3 separate regions of the Sus scrofa genome follow, and regions 1 and 3 are each linked to region 2. Evidence: chromatin contacts called from public Hi-C data. All regions are on one chromosome and are shown on one strand. The core of a region is the stretch at or near the end of the contact, and the rest is flanking DNA. Distances in the headings are between cores, read along the strand shown. Region 1 has its middle 140 kb from the start of CCDC54. Region 2 holds the start of LOC102157687. Region 3 has its middle 110 kb from the start of CCDC54.

Evidence for each region. A called contact is a pair of places that touch in the nucleus more often than the background predicts.
Region 1: a Hi-C map of fetal skeletal muscle shows a contact between it and region 2, with 2.9 times the contacts expected there. The contact joins the enhancer-like site here to the promoter of LOC102157687 in region 2. A contact is called at or near these places in 1 of 5 promoter capture datasets (liver), 24 of 47 Hi-C or Micro-C datasets (adipocytes, alveolar macrophages, brain and 15 more) and 2 of 2 datasets of contacts at active chromatin or transcription factors (alveolar macrophages and skeletal muscle).
Region 3: a Hi-C map of alveolar macrophages shows a contact between it and region 2, with 2.6 times the contacts expected there. The contact joins the enhancer-like site here to the promoter of LOC102157687 in region 2. A contact is called at or near these places in 11 of 47 Hi-C or Micro-C datasets (adipocytes, alveolar macrophages, brain and 6 more) and 2 of 2 datasets of contacts at active chromatin or transcription factors (alveolar macrophages and skeletal muscle).

The regions. Positions count from the first base shown.
Region 1 is chr13:152,294,470-152,297,238 of Sscrofa11.1, reverse strand. No RefSeq gene overlaps it. Among named protein-coding and RNA genes, the nearest start is that of CCDC54, 140 kb to the right of the region's middle. Within about 2 kb of position 1,383, at least 49 of the 83 cell types and tissues checked have an H3K27ac peak or open chromatin away from gene starts, as enhancers often do. A contact at or near this core is called in alveolar macrophages, brain, embryonic fibroblasts and 8 more, where this site is marked.
Region 2 is chr13:152,096,499-152,099,370 of Sscrofa11.1, reverse strand. LOC102157687 reads right to left here and starts at 1,264. Exons shown (of 7, transcript XR_002337929.1): 1 at 1-1,264.
Region 3 is chr13:152,265,621-152,268,425 of Sscrofa11.1, reverse strand. No RefSeq gene overlaps it. Among named protein-coding and RNA genes, the nearest start is that of CCDC54, 110 kb to the right of the region's middle. Within about 2 kb of position 1,410, at least 14 of the 83 cell types and tissues checked have an H3K27ac peak or open chromatin away from gene starts, as enhancers often do. A contact at or near this core is called in alveolar macrophages, where this site is marked.

The DNA of each region.
Region 1 (2,769 bases), core at 134-2,633, 200 kb before region 2:
ATAGGAAATCAAAATAAGAAAACAGCAATGAGGCAGGCCTAGCTCTACCAGATATTGGAAATATTATAGTTTCTATAATTGAAACAATGTAAGATTACATGTGAGTAGACAAACAGATCAATGGAAGAAAATAGAAAATACAGATATAGAGCCAAGTACAATGTGGGAATTATGTGATAAAAGTGGCATCTCAAATCACTGGAAGATAAATGGTTGTTCTAAATTTTTTTTTTTTTTTTTTTTTTGTCTTTTTGCTATCCGTACGCCAGAGCCACAGCAACGCAGGATCTGAGCCGCATCTGCGACCTACACCACAGCTCACGGCAACACCGGATCATTAACCCACTGAGCAAGAGCAGGGACAGAACCTGTAACCTCATGGTTCCTAGTCGGATTCGTTCACCACTGCACCACGACGGGAACTCCCGGTTGTTCTAAAATTTAAAAAAAAAAAAAAAAAAAAAAGATACAACATCACCTAAGTGGAATTCCAGCCAAAACCAAAACAAACAAAAACTTCAATGTGAATTTTACAAGGAGGATCAATATGAGTATCCAAATTGAAGGATATTTTGGAAAACCACTGGCCTGAACTTTCCCAAAAAGCCACTGCCAGAAAACAAACCAAAAATGCCGAGGAAGTAATCTAAATTGAAGGAAACTAAAGGGACTTGCTAACAAAAATCAATACGCGATTCTTGTTAAATCCTGGATTTTTATATTTTACAAACAACACTAGGGTAAGCAAAGATTTGGGCTGGTGTGGGGGAGGGGCGATCAGAAATTCTAACATGGACTGTATATAAAGCATAGTAATGTAATAAGATTTAATGGATTCCGACTCCTTATGACTGATACAATTCCTAAGACACAGCACTGTGACCCTACAGTTCAGTAGTCCTCAACTGGAGTCACTTCGCCCTGCCTTCCACCTCACATTTTTGACAGTGTCTGAAAACATTTTTTGGTTGTCATAGTTGGGGAGGAAAGGGAAGGTTATTACTGGCATCTACTATGTAGAGGTCGAGAGTGCAACTAAGCATTGGAAATGCACAAGACAGTCCCCCTAACCTCACAACATAGAATCGTCCTCCCCCAAATCAATAGCGTCGCGACAGAGAAACCGTGATGTAGCAGAAGCTTTCATTCTTAGGAGATAGTACTGAGATATTGGCTGAATTAAATTGTCTTTTGCGCAGATCAAATATCGGTAATATTTAAGGGTGAAGGGTTATGGTGTTCACTACTAACTCTCAAAATTGTTCAGCAAAAGACGCAGTACAAGTTCTTCCGCCCTGCTTCCCCCCGCCCTCGGTACCCAAACAGGGTCGCTCCCCCCGCCCCCCTGCGGACTGACCCGCGGAGCCTGCGCGGTGGGAGGATCTTGCGAGCACAGCTGCGCAGGCGCCGGGCAGCAGCCGCACCCACGCGGCGCTTCTCCAAAAGTTACAGATGCGCGAGCCGACCTCGCAGTTCCCGCGGCTCTCTACAGCAGAGAAGAGAAGAGAAAACGCGGCAGGGCGCTCTGTTGGCTTCTCCAGGAGTGACTGTGCTGCTTTCCAAGATGAAACCTCCCTTCCTTTGCAGTTCGCTGAGAGCTTCAGTGACCCTCGCTCATCCTTTGGAGCCCTCTGCCAGGACGAGCCAGTTGTGTGTGGCTACTGGTGCCTGACCATTCCTATCCTGGCTGGAGTCTCCAGAGGTGAGTTTTTACTCTCTCCTCAGTGGATTCTGACTTCCTGTGTCTGACGAGCCTGGGCAGTACCACATCTCCTGATACCACTGAGCAAAAGTGCCCCTGCGGACCCATTCCACACCCAGCTCCTCCAAGAGCTTACCCAGGTAACATTTTAAAATACCTTAAAATTTTATCAGCCTAGAGTTTCTTAATCAAGGAGTTGGCAGAGTTTTTCTGTAAAAATCCAAGTAAAAAATATTTTAGGATTTGCAGTCCAGGAACAGCCTCTGTCGCTTGTCTTTTGTTTGTTTGTTTTGTTTTGTTTTTAACAACCTCATAAAAATTAAAAAACAAAACACTTAGCTTCTGGCTTCACAAAAACATGGGGAGTTACAGTAATTAGACTACAGTCTTTCAATTTATTCAGCATGGAGGTAGGGTGGTCCCTGGTCTGACTACAGTTTTGCAGGACCCTGGTTCCAGGAGGACTACAACCCTGCCCTGGCCACTCTCCCCCTTCTTTACTGGGATTGTAACCCCCTACCCCTCGGGTTTACAGGGCCCCACCTACTGATGGTCCCTACCCCAGCACTTCTCTTCTTCCCTACTGAAAGACCGGGCCCGTTTTTTGAGTTCCTGGCAAGGCTGCCCAGAAGCCCCCAGATCTCTACTCTAAAATGGCAATCCCTTCCTATCTGAAAGCAAAAACCAAAGTCCTTACATTGTGACTAAATTAGTATTAAACCTAATACAAGATCTAACACAATTGTATTTTTATAGCATTTTTTTCTACTGATAAAGGTAATGTATGTCCACTATAGTAATTGGAAAATACTGAAAATTGTATACCAGAAAATAAAGATTCAGCATCATCCCAATCCACAAAAACTATCAAAATGTTTATGTGTTCTTTTAGTCTTTCTTTTCAATCCTTACTAATAGGACAACTTACTGAACTGGATTTCTGAAAAATGTTTAATAAACTTTTGTTGAAGTACAAAATCCAGAAAAGTAGTCAAACTGTAAATGTACAGTTCAAGAAACTTACACAGACTAACACAAACATACCCTTGCAGCCACCACCCAGATCA
Region 2 (2,872 bases), core at 15-2,514:
ATGGGAGACGCACACCCGGGTGGGAGTCATGGTATTATGTAGTGGCCGGCTGGATCCAGCCAGCAAAGTCCTTGAGACTCATTCCCTGCCTTTTAATGGGACTTTATCGTTTAATTATTTTTTTTAAATTATCCTGAGGCTCTCATGAATCTAAGAATAAGAAGAGGACAAAGATTGAGCACAACGTTTAGACTTCCCTCAAACTATCCTTACCTCTCTTGGGGAAGTAATGCCTGGGGCTAATAAAGAATCTCAGATGTGAGGTCAAATAAATGTTGCTTAAAAAAAACCCTTCAGTTATACTTCCCTTATTTATTCAACAGGTGCTTATAGAGCACCTACCCTGCACCAAACACACACATTCACACCCCATACATACATCCTATGGGCTATGCAAATGATAATATCTATTGAATGCTTAGAATGAGGCAGACAATATAATGTATGTTTTAAAAGCATTATTACCACTTTACCCTGCCAGGGACAATATTGAGTAGATACTGTTATTGTTATCCCCGCTTTATAGATTAGAAAAATGACTGGAAATAACTTGTACAAGGTCACCTAGTTAGTAAGTGGCCTGGCAGGGGGTAGAGTCCAGTCCCATGCAGAGTCCACAGGCTCACCATGACACTATATCCTCCAGTCGGATCTGGAAATCTGTGTATTTTGGAACCACCTCAGGTGAATCTAATGCAAAATAGAACTGAAGAAGCATTGATATAATCGCACTCCCTCTTTTTCCTGATCAGAAAATAGACTCGAAGAAGTGATTTATCTGAAGACACACAGTTAATTAATTGCAGAATGAAATCCAGAGACCCACCTCCTGGTTCCTTGCCCAATGTTCTTTCTACCATCCCGACCACATCAGCTCGGTCCAAGAGGAATCAAAGAATGTAAATAATTCAACAATTACAACAAGCATACAGTCAAATCTTGATTGTCCTTAGCTTCCTCTTATAATTGCTTCCCTTCTGGATATTTGACTGTTGTAGTTTCTCTCCCAGAGGGAGTGAGAAACTGGGTGAAACACAGTTATTCCCTTTCTGACAATGTTAACTGGTAAGAACTCTAATATTAAAAAGAAAAAAAGGGAAAAGAAAAGCCAGAGAGGTTTGACGGCAGAAAAGGCTAAAACAGGTTCCTAAAATAAGACTTGCAGATGATCCCTGGATTTTGGTTTTCCATGCTTCCATGCTACCAACTCCCATTGCTGTAAGGAAATACATGAAGTGAGAAAGAAGCCACACGGATACCCCATCTAATGCAACCATTCCTCTTCCTGTGACCTCATGCCTACCCAATGTTGATATTTTAGAAGTAGGAAAAAAGAAAAGGAAATAATAAAGGGAGCGTGACAAATTATCCTAAAACAATTGCTACTTTTGTTTTGTAGAGTGGAAAAGTTATAGCTCAAAAAAGAAATAAGTAGGCCACTGTTCCTCCACCTTCAGTCTCAAGCACTGAACACAGAGAATCATACATTGTCACTAAAACAAATAGATTTAGCAAGCTTATAACATCCTGACTTCTATTTATTTCGCTTTTTATCTCTTTCTTTTCAACCTACTCTCAGGTCATAGGAATGTTGAGAGGCTGTACAATGACCATAGGGACTGCTGCCTTTTCTCAACAAGTCTGACCAAATTATTTCCCTACTTAAAATCATTTGCTGATTCCCCATGAACTCTATAAAATAAAATTTGACTCATTAACAAATTTGACTATATGTTACATATTAGCCCCTGACTACTTCTCACCACCGCCTCTCACTGAAACTTTGAGCAATACTAAACTAGCTGTGGTTCTCTGAACACACAATTTCTCTCCCACCTTTATGTTCTTGCACTATGCCTGTCCTCTCCCCGGAATTCCTTTCCCGCCTTGTCCTCTAGGTAAATGCCTACTTACTGCTCGAAACCCTGCTCAGACAGTGCCACAGTTCTTTCCTGACTCTCTGCTACCTCTCCCCAAAGCAGTAATCTCTTGCTCAAGTGGGAAGTCACTTCTGTTCCTTTTATATTTCTCTGTGACGGCTCTTAGTCTGTGTAATGATTTGTTCTCCATGTCCTTCTCTTCTATTAGACTAGAGTTCCTTGGGAATCTATCTGCATAAGCTTCTTTTAGTATATCAGAAAAATTAAGGAACATTGGATTAATTTATTTTTAAGTGGAATATTATTACATTGTAAAATAATATGCTCAGTATGTTTAAAGCAATAGGTCCATTTGTTGTCTAGTACGAAATATACAAAATAAATAGAGGAAAACATAGCGTATGTATTACACTTTTTTCAGATTACCCCATCATTTAAAATTTAGAGATACTTAACCTAAAAAGATTTCTGGAAGTTGAGGAAAAATACCAAGCATATTATTTGAAACTGTAACTAAAATACTGTTTAAATATAAATATACCCTGTTTCCTAATTTCGGACCCTTGGTAGTCCTAGCACCTAACACTATGACCTGCACCTGATACACAATATGCGTTGTTGAATTGTTCTAAACTAAACAGAGCAACCAGCTGATGTATCCATTAGTCCAGAGGCTTCTGGTTCCAGCTCATATCAGCTCCAGCTCGTCTGTCCCTTTGGTGAGCTCTTACCAGCTTCAGTCAGTTTGTCAGTCACATTTGTTCTTCTATTTGTTCTCTCTTTCAGCTAGCACTAATCTTTGGGCTGAACTGCAATTAGAATTAACATTTTGGGTTAAACTGTAATTATTTACATTTTCTTTTTGGCCACACCTGTGGCATATGGAAGTTCCCCAGCCAGGGATCAAACCCAAACCACAGCAGCAACCTAAGTGCTGCAGTGAAAACACCAGATCCTTAACCTGCCACAGGATAACTTACTTCCTTTTGACA
Region 3 (2,805 bases), core at 161-2,660, 170 kb before region 2:
ACATGCTTCCTCAAAGGACAAGCCTCCGAGTTTTTGTGCTTGCAAAGGCTAAGGGCAAAGCAGCTTTAACCAAACACATTTCCAGAATGGATAGGTAGAAAAACTGTCAGTGTTGTTTCTGCAAGAAGGTCTGCTGGTCCAGGATCAAGTGCTCTCAGTAGAGAACACAGAATAGCAGGATCAAAGCACGACTGGAGTTAGCATTAGGCGAAGAAATGACTGTGTCCTCTCCTTTCACTTTTTCCATCCAGTTTGCTTTAAACACACAGACAACCCAAATGTGAACTCTGAATTATGGAGACAGACAGAAACATAAGGGGAGATTAAAGCCCATCAATCAATCTTTAATTTGCTTCAACTTTGCTTGTTAACAGGTGTCAGGTGAAATTATCCTTGATAGAAAATAACCCTAAAACGCAGGACAGAGCAAATATCTCCAAGCTATATATAATGTTTTTTTTTTTCCCAAAGTCTAAGATTCACATAATTCTGTTGTCTAACAATAGCAACAACAACAAAATCTTTCTTGTGCCTTCTGAAAAAATATGGGAAAATAGCAAACTGGATTGGTCCATTTGTTATATATTTTAAGGAAGCTGTTCTATTAAACCAACCAGTCAACAGACAGTGATAAAATGAAGCAACAAAGGCAATGGAGAATTTAATTTCAGAATCTTATTTTCCTTTTATGAGTCTCAAGATTATTTATGTAGGAGAAAATGCATATAAGAAGAGACACCTTCCAGATTTATATTATACTCACCCCCCAAACTAATAAAAAGCTCTAACCAAGAACCAGGTTATGTGTTATGTTCAATCCAGAAAAAAAATGATAAAATCTCCTGAGATTTTGATTCTAACTCCATGGTCTCAAATAAGAAAAAAAAAATGGATACATAGGTAAAAGGAAAAGCTATTTTCTGTCTGTGTATAATTCAGGTAATGGACTTTCACAAGAAAGTTCAAATCAAATCTGATAGACAAATATATATAAATTCTTTCAATATTTATATTTAGTCATATCTTCTAAAAAGGTATGCAAGTATTATAATTCAGGTAAAATTAGAAATAATAACCTAAATCACTTAAATTTTAGCTTCTGTTAACCATACAGTAAATATATAAATGGACTATAAAGTATGATTTCTAGAAACTGCCAAGAGATCTTTGGAATGTGGTGGTAAATGTTGGGACTGGAAGTCAATAGACTCAAGTCTGATGCTTAATTCTGCCCCTTTTTGGCAGTGTGGCAACAAGCAATTTTCTTAGTTCTTCTGAGCCTCAGTTTCTTTATCTGTAAGGTGCAAATAACACCATTCTTGCTTTTGGACTGCATGTATCTTTCATGCTCTGTCATCATGTGTTTGTTCTAACATCATGTGACAGAGACTAAGTATATGTTTCTCAACATTATTTCTGGGCAAACAGCTGAACTCTATTTCCCAGAAACTATGCATCTCAGTGGCTCATGTGACCTGTTTGTCCAATGGAACATAAGTAGCAGTAATGCATTTCATCCAGAACAAGGCAGTTTCTTTTCCCCTCACAATTCATGTACTTTAGTTTTTTCGGTTCTAGTATCATATCATGGGTATTTTTCTAAGGAATGTATTGTTTCAATGTAATAATTAAATATTTTAAAATTTAAAATTGCTTCCAGTGTTCTTAAAGTTCCATTTTATGTCTTTTGAAACAGAAATTATTAAATTTTTCCCTGAGGAAAAAAAAAGAAAAGAAAAAGGAACAAATCCTAAGCTAAATGGGATACAGCAACAGCAGTGTAAACCATGACTTTTCAGGGCTAACCAGAACAACACATACAACCAAATAGAGAACCAGAGAGATCAAGAGATAAATAAATGTTGATTCCTACACAGGCGTCAACCCTCTTCAGAAATGGAGGATATCATGTTTCTAATGGTGAAACCTTAGAAGCAAAAATCAAGAGGCGTCAATTATGAAAAAACAAATGATAATTTCGCATCAAACCACTGCTGACATTGGATATGTGTTGCTTTCCAATTGTGATGCCATCTCTATTTTACTTAAGAAATTAGTAAATTTACTCTTCCCAGTGTTTCGCAGCCAACCATCCCCTGAGAAAAACAAAGCTGCTAAACAAGATTCCAAATCTATAGGGGGGGAAAAACATGCATCTGATAAATACATTTACACCAACCCCACAAAATAATGAGTGATGTGTTTTAGAGGAGATAGTGTCCTAACACAAATTTACCCCCTCTTAAATCAAAGCTTCTCCCAAAGCTAGTACAAGGCCACGTTGGGGAACCAGTTGCAAATTAAAGAAAGAAGAAACTGAGTGACAGTTACTACAACACCTTTTTTTTTTTTTTTTTTTTTTTTTTTTTTTTTTTTTTTTTTTTTTTTTTTTTTTTTGCCATGCCTTTGCCTCTGGATGCAGAAGTTCCGGGCCAGGAATCACGACCTCAACCATTACTAGTACTTAACCCTTTAGGGAAAAAAAATTGCAAGTGAAAGCAACTTTTTTCCAGGTCAGGATGAAGAGACCTTTCCTCATGTCACATTCTCAGTTTCTCCCTGAAATTAACAGTACAAATTCATCTACAGCCTCAAGAAAATCCACAGCCTAAAATGGTTACTCAGCTTCATAAAACCAGATCAGAGAGAAAAGGATACATTCTAATTATCCACTGAAATTATCTGAGTTCAGAGTTTCTGTTTTTTCAATACTCTCTTATTGGAGGGAATATTTTTCTCAAGAACCACAAGAGGGAGTATTCTTACTTCTTTGTCACGGTCCATCTCCGACATCAAAAAGATATT